Linked DNA regions of Mus musculus: region 1 is linked to region 2. Evidence: chromatin contacts called from public Micro-C data. All regions are on one chromosome and are shown on one strand. Each heading gives the region's core, a stretch centred on a gene start, on an enhancer-like site or on the middle of the called end of the contact. The rest is flanking DNA. Distances are from core to core; before and after follow the strand shown.

Region 1 (3,500 bases), core at 727-3,226, 430 kb before region 2:
CCCGTCTCCTGCTTTCCCGCAGTCCGGTCAGTGCATGAAAGGGTGTAGAGGGCGTGGCTGACCTCATACCCAGATTATAAGAGACATGGCCAGTCCTCGGAGTGGGAGCTCAAGGTCTTCCTCTGGGGGCTGACATACGTCCTGTTTTTGGGCTCCTGGGGAGGTTTCTCCTCAGCAGTGCACACTATATCATGTTAACTCACGTAAGATCTAGACTCTGCTGAGCCCAGTGGAAAGCTTCCAGCTCCATTGTGCTGAACCAGGCAGATAGAAACAGGAAGTCCTGCCCCCAAGGTGGAAGAGGCTGTTAGGCCCATGTCTCAACCTAGAGTTTGGAAAGAGAACTCCCAAGCATGGACACATTTTTGACTCGTGGGAAGCAGAGTTCTCATACATGGGCGGCAAAAGACTCCAGAGTTAGTTATCAGGCCTGTCTCCTTGTCATCGTCTTCATTTTCTCAGCTCAGCTGAGCTGGGGAGCAAAGGTTGTTGGGTTCCTCTAGCCTGCCTCAGTTCCTCTTGTTTTATAGTCTTACTACGCAGCCCTGGCTGGTCTGAAATTCACATAAAGCCACCTGCCTCTGCCTAGTAAGTACTGGGATTAAAGGTCTTTTTCCCTTTTTATTTTAAGTTTCATTTTGTTGGCATAGCATCTACTTTGTAGCCAGGGATGACCCTGAACTCATGGGCCCAAGCAAGCCAGCTTCAATTCACCCCACCTTCCAAAATCTTGACTTACACATGCCACTGTTGCTGACACCTTGGTCTCTCTTGAGTTTTCCTTGCTATAAGATTCCTGCATTATTCCATCTCCATAGACCCTTGCCTTCATTTTTTTCTTAAAGTACAGAATCTTGGGGAGGAGGGAGGTTTTGAAGACAGGAAAACATCCTATTGTCAGGGCTGGAAAGGCCGTTCTGCAGTTATGAGTGCTTGTTGCCTTTCAAGAAGACCTAGGTTTGATGTCGAGCATCCAGATGGGGCGGCTCCCAAAACACCTGTAACTCCAGTTCCAAGGAATCTGACACCCTCTTCAGGCCTCTGAGCATTCACACAGGGTGGGGAATTTATGTATACAGACACATAAATAAAAGTAGACATCTAAAACAAGTTTCCCAGCCGAATGTGGTAGGTGGTGCATGCCTTTAATCCCAGCACTCAGGAGGCAGAGGCAGGCGCATTTCTGAGTTCAAGGCCAGCCTGGTCTACAAAGTGAGTTTCAAGACAGCCGGAATACACAGAGAAACCCTGTCTCGAACTCCCCCCCCCCCCCACACACACACATAAAACCAAGTTTCTCAGTGTCATCTTCCTAGAAGATGAAAGGCCATCCCATAATGCAAGTAGGGTTAAGGACTAGACAGCTTTTGCCTTCATGCTTCCTAATGTTGGCAAGTTATTTAATGCCTGTGAGCCTCAAGTCCCGAAATCTGTACAAAAAGGGGCGCGCATCAAGTTTCACAAGTTGCTTTACGGAAAATGTATAATACAGTTATATGTAGCATAGAATGAAGGTTAACACCGTGTGGCTACTATACTTTTCCACTGAGCCCTTACCCAGATCTGGTAACTTGTGGTATGGTGACACTTCTTGAGTACCTGTCCAAGAGATGCTGAAAGGCTAGGCAGGCAGACTGTAGGACAGTGGCTTTTTTTTTTTTTTTTTTCAGTGTTAATGGGAAAGAGCAAGTCAAGAAGAAACTGTGGGGACAGTAGAGGAAGCTTAAAGATACAGCTGTAGTTCTAGGCAGAAATGCTTGGCAGAGAGAGAGAGAGAGAGAGAGAGAGAGAGAGAGAGAGAGAGAGAGAGAGGAGACAGAGGGGGAAGAGGTGAAGAGGGGGCGGTAGGGAGACCCGAGTCTGAGGAAGTAAACAAGGGGAGTGCCACCACCGAGAGGAGGGCTCGGCTGCTGGGAATCAGCCCCCTCACACTTTCCACTGCGAAGCGAAACCCCGCGCCTTGGTCTGGGGGGGCGGGCAGTGGGGAGGAGAAGCAGAAGGACTGGGTCTGGAGGAGCAGCTCAAGTTCTAGCTAGCTGCAGTGGGTTTGCCTGCACTCTGCTCTGGGTCCCAGCCCGGGCCTCTGATCATTATCCATCCTGCTGTCTCCAGTCCCCACTCCTGGGGCGTCCTCTTCACCCTACATTCTTTCCCTCCGCCTCACCTCCTCCTTGTAGAACTTCTCTCTCTCTCTCTCTCTCTCTCTCTCTCTCTCTCTCTCTCTCTCTGTGTGTGTGTGTGTGTCTGTCTGTCTGTCTGTCTCTCTCTCCTCCCAGGACCTTTTTCTAACCTCCCTTGGAGGGCTGGGGAGGCCCGGGCCATAGAGGAGATGAGGGAGGACCTGCTCCTTGGCTTTTTGCTTCTGGGACTGCTTTGGGAAGCTCCAGGTAAGGTGGAGAGTCCAGCAGGGACCTCTATGGCTGTCTCTTTAGCTGTGGTGATATTCCAATGCTTTTGTTGAGGGGAGGGGTGTGTGTGTGTGTGTGTGTGTGTGTTTTGAGACAGGGTTTCTTTGTGTTGCCCTGGCTGTCCTGGGACTGGCTCTGATGACCAGGCTGGCCTTGAATTTATAGTGATCCACTTGCCTCTGCCTCCCCAGTGCTGGGATTAGAGGCGTGCACCATCACTTTGTATAAGGGCAGATCCCAAAGCTGCCTCAGCCTCCCTTCAACAGGGAGGCATGATGTTTCTTTCTTAGGAAAGCCAGGGCATTTCTCTATTCTCCAATCTCTTGGCTCAATGCCCTTGGCCTCTCTTTTGTTCCACTAGTTGTGTCTTCAGGGCCTGGGAAAGAGCTCCCCGTGGTGTGGGCCCAGGAGGGAGCTCCCGTCCATCTTCCCTGCAGCCTCAAATCCCCCAACCTGGATCCTAACTTTCTACGAAGAGGAGGGGTTATCTGGCAACATCAACCAGACAGGTATGAACTCCAAAGTTGAACAACAGAACCTCCCAATCCTGTCCTAATGGATAAAACCCTGTCCAAGCCAGTTTTGTCCTCTTTGTGAGCCCCTCTAAAGCCAGTAGCTCAGTGTCCTCTAAAACCACACAGCCTTCCTGTGGATTGCTCCCCACACACCGGCATCCTGTAGTGCCCCACCTCTCCAGTAGCAGATAGTGCTGAAGACCAACGGAAGTGGGGACAGGGGTAGTTATGGGGGAGAGGGGAGGCTGCTGACGGTCAAGAGGTCTCTTAGGCAGGTTAACTTTATCCTCAAAGCATGCTTGAGTGCATCTTCTTCGTGGCCTTATCAAATTTCTCAATCCTATTCTCTCTCCCCAACCAGTGGCCAACCCACTCCCATCCCGGCCCTTGACCTTCACCAGGGGATGCCCTCGCCTAGACAACCCGCACCCGGTCGCTACACGGTGCTGAGCGTGGCTCCAGGAGGCCTGCGCAGCGGGAGGCAGCCCCTGCATCCCCACGTGCAGCTGGAGGAGCGCGGCCTCCAGCGCGGGGACTTCTCTCTGTGGTTGCGCCCAGCTCTGCGCACCGATGCGGG
Region 2 (3,380 bases), core at 122-2,621:
CAGCCAGCCACTGTCATTATTACTTCTCTCCTTGCTTAGTCCCCTGGGAGGCCTGGCTCAGGGCGACCTTACTTCACCTGTGTTTATTAGGCACTCAAGCATATCTGAATACCTGTCCACTTGTTTGTCTTTCCCACAGGACTAGATCCTTGAGGGAAGTACTTTATCCTGTAAATTTTGACATGCTCAGGACTGACTGCAGGGCCTGGCCTATCAGCTCCAACTTAGGTCCTTATGTGGGTGTGGTCCAGAGCGGGGAAGTAGCATTGATCTCATTGAGGAAGAGAAGGTGGTAGATGGGTGGGCCTAGGATCTGAGGGTGGGAGCTGAGGCCAGTGATGCAGCCCTGCTCCCATGTGTGATTCTATAGTGTGGGTTCTAACCAGCAATACATGTCTGCCCATTGCTGGGTGCTATTATAGTTAGGGTGTAATTGTTCCCCACAGGACCATGTGTTTGAGAACATGGCCCCCCCATGATGATAGTTTGGGAAGGCTAGGAAACCTTTGGGATGTGTGATGTAGATTAGCCAGCATAAGTGGGACAGGTAAGGCTGGAGGCTTGAAGACTATATCTAATTTGTGATCTCCCTACATGTGAACAAGCCGTGCCACACACTCACACTGCCACAGATCAAGCCATTCTAGTTTTCATACCTACCTTACTATTAAAGGACTGATATCCCGGGAACCACAAGCCAAAATAAATTCTCCCTACTTCTCAGGCACTATGCCCTTCTGACCAGACACACCCATCACTCCTTGATAGGAACCTTTTGTTGGAAGGAGCAGCCCTGAGAGTGGATGAGTAGCCTGCCCAGCTGGTGCTCACGGAGGGTCTATCATTTGGTAACAGGGTCCTGGAAGATGGCAGATATGGCTCTGGTGGGTGCTATGCACCTGTTAGCTGACAGTGCAAGTCCCTGTTGCCAGGCTGAAGACACTGCTTATGGCACTGAGACCTGTGCTATAAGTCAAGTGCTTATAACATTTTCCTCACCCTCTCTGGCATCACAAGCCTTTGTTAGGGCACCACCATTTCTAATTCAGCGTTCCACCCCTTGTGGAATTTCTGACTGGTTGCCATCTGAGGTTGCATCTCTGCCCACCCTCTCTCTGAAGACTCCGATGTTCGCTGAGTCCTGCTGATGCCATAGAGCAGGAGCACACATGCATGAGGGATCGGGAGCCATCTGAAACGCTGGACGCCCCTTTTGCCACTACGGGAGGACCTGGGACCTCTAACATCACTGGGGCAGACGGAGCTTGCAGAAGGAAGGGGGAAGGGACTTTTTTCAAAAGCCTCGAGAGGGTAAAGTCTCCGTGAACTCAAAGAGAGACTGGTGTCTGCGGTTCCAGTGAGGGAGAGAGAAGGTTGCAGCCTTTGGTGGTTTCCACGTGATTACCACCCCAAGTCATCTCCACCCTTGCTGGTTTGGTAACTCCTGAGGCTGGCAATGAGCCAAATGTGATGGAATTCAAATATTAGTTATCTGTTGTGTAACCGATTGTCCCTTCCCTCAGATTAAGACGAAGGTCACGTATCATTTTACACAGTTGCTGGGGTCAGGAGCAGTTAGGCAGTCTAGCCTCAGGGTCCCTAATAGGCTTCAACTGCTCCGGGTTTGAGGCACTTGCAAGCCTGACTGGGCAGGAGGTCTGTTTCTAAGATGTGGTCCCTGTTCCTTACCACATGGCCGTCTCCATAAGACACTCCGGAGTCAGAAGTTACGCAAGACAGGAAAATAAGCAAAGTCGCCAGAGTTGCTTTTCAACCACGTTTGTTACTCTTATCACCATGGAGATAAAATACCAAGCCGGAACAACTTAGTGGAGGAAAACTTTCCTTTGGCTTTAGTTTCAGAGGGATTGGGCCTGCTATGGTGGGAAAGTGTAGAGGTGTGGTTTGACCTGTGGTGGTGGAAGCACGGGGCCGTGCCTGCTCACCCTGCAGCAGACATGGGGTGGGCAGAGAAAGCAGTGGGCGTACCACTCAAAAGCTCCCACCAGTCACACACCACCTCCTAAAGACGTTATTTATAGCAGCGGTTCTCAACCTTCCTAATGCCGTGACCCTTTAATACAGTTCCGTGTGTTGTGGTGACCCCCCAACCATAAAGTTATTTTCAATGCTACTGCATTCTACTGTAATTCTGCTACTGTAACGGAATGTAATATAAACATGTTTTCTGACAGTCTTAGGCAACCCCTGGGAAGGGGTCATTTGACCCCCACACTGAGAACCAGTGCACTACAGCCTTCAAAACAGGTCACCCGCTGGGGAGCGAGCACTGGAAATGAGAGCTGGTGGGGGAACCTTCCAGAGGGCCACAGCCTTGGCAATGACAGTTTCACTTCTTTTCTGTTTTCTCTGTCACTCTGGCCACCCCCCAGCGGATGCATTGTGGGAGGAGATGGCCTGTGAAGGGACCTTCAAGGACAACATTTCAGGGATCATTTCTAGAGTCTGAAGGCACTCGTTCTCCATAGTTACAGGATTGGACAGATCAATACCCATAGGGAAATCAAACACAGGAGGAGGTGGGGCTTAGAAAAAGATTTAAAAGACCCAAGGAGCTGATGAAGAGGCACATGGCAGAGCAGCCTAGAGAAAACTCGGGAAGAATGACCTTCTAGCCTCCTGAAGGCCAATCACAGTGTGTGTCTTCCATGAAAAGATTGTCTTTAAAAAAAAAAAAAAAAGTCTAAACTTAACCACCCACATCCGAACAGCTGTGTGTGGACCTTCATCTTGCAGTGAACATCTTCAGGAAAGGTTCCTCTATCCACTGCCTAGGTGGATGGCTTGTCAACTGGAGGGGGTTCGATTACACCCTGCACCATCCCTTTCGCCCAATGACCCCTGAGTTCCCGGGTGAAGCTGTGTGTCTCAGCCATCGAGCCGCATACTTCTCTCTTCTGCTCCCCACCCCTCTCGTTGACTTTGGTAAATTCATCTGCAGACAGCCCACCCTGTCCCACCTGTGCTGTACAGTGGCTACCCGAGAATGAGCATGGGAGCAACTTCACAGAGAGGGGGCACTGCCGTCTAGCTGCCCCTCCCCATGTGTTCTCGTGGCACCGGAGACCCAGAGGACATTTTTTTTTTTAAATTACAGTGAAGATGACGATAGTTTCCTTGCAGCTGTGTCTAGGGGATGGAACAAGCACTTTCCTGAAATAACCAGGAAAAGAGAGAGGACCCCCGATTGGGGCGGGTGGGGTGCGGGGATAGAGAGCAGACCTGCTGTGCGTGCGCAGCAACGGAACAGAAGAGGACAAAGCTCAGAGGCAGAGGGACTTACCTGGTTTTGTCCGTCCATCTCAACAGTGACCTGTCCAGAGATGCTTTTAGCTCTGGCGTGGGCTACTGGCCTAGGC

What was found. Hi-C and Micro-C count contacts between places; a contact is called where the count stands out from the background.
Region 1: a Micro-C map of embryonic stem cells shows a contact between it and region 2, with 2.9 times the contacts expected there. The contact joins the promoter of Lag3 here to the enhancer-like site in region 2. A contact is called at or near these places in 3 of 39 promoter capture datasets (the C10 cell line, cranial neural crest and frontonasal cranial neural crest), 3 of 484 Hi-C or Micro-C datasets (the N1E-115 cell line and embryonic stem cells) and 1 of 115 datasets of contacts at active chromatin or transcription factors (pancreatic cancer cells).

What each region holds. Positions count from the first base shown.
Region 1 is chr6:124,910,181-124,913,680 of GRCm38.p6, reverse strand. It overlaps Lag3 (lymphocyte-activation gene 3), which reads left to right and starts at 1,976. Exons shown (of 8, transcript NM_008479.2): 1 at 1,976-2,387; 2 at 2,770-2,917; 3 at 3,285-3,500. The coding sequence starts at 2,330. Ptms (parathymosin) reads left to right here. Exons shown (of 5, transcript NM_026988.2): 5 at 1-6.
Region 2 is chr6:124,476,537-124,479,916 of GRCm38.p6, reverse strand. No RefSeq gene overlaps it. Among named protein-coding and RNA genes, the nearest start is that of Clstn3, 13 kb to the right of the region's middle. Within about 2 kb of position 1,371, at least 111 of the 459 cell types and tissues checked have an H3K27ac peak or open chromatin away from gene starts, as enhancers often do. A contact at or near this core is called in the N1E-115 cell line, embryonic stem cells and pancreatic cancer cells, where this site is marked.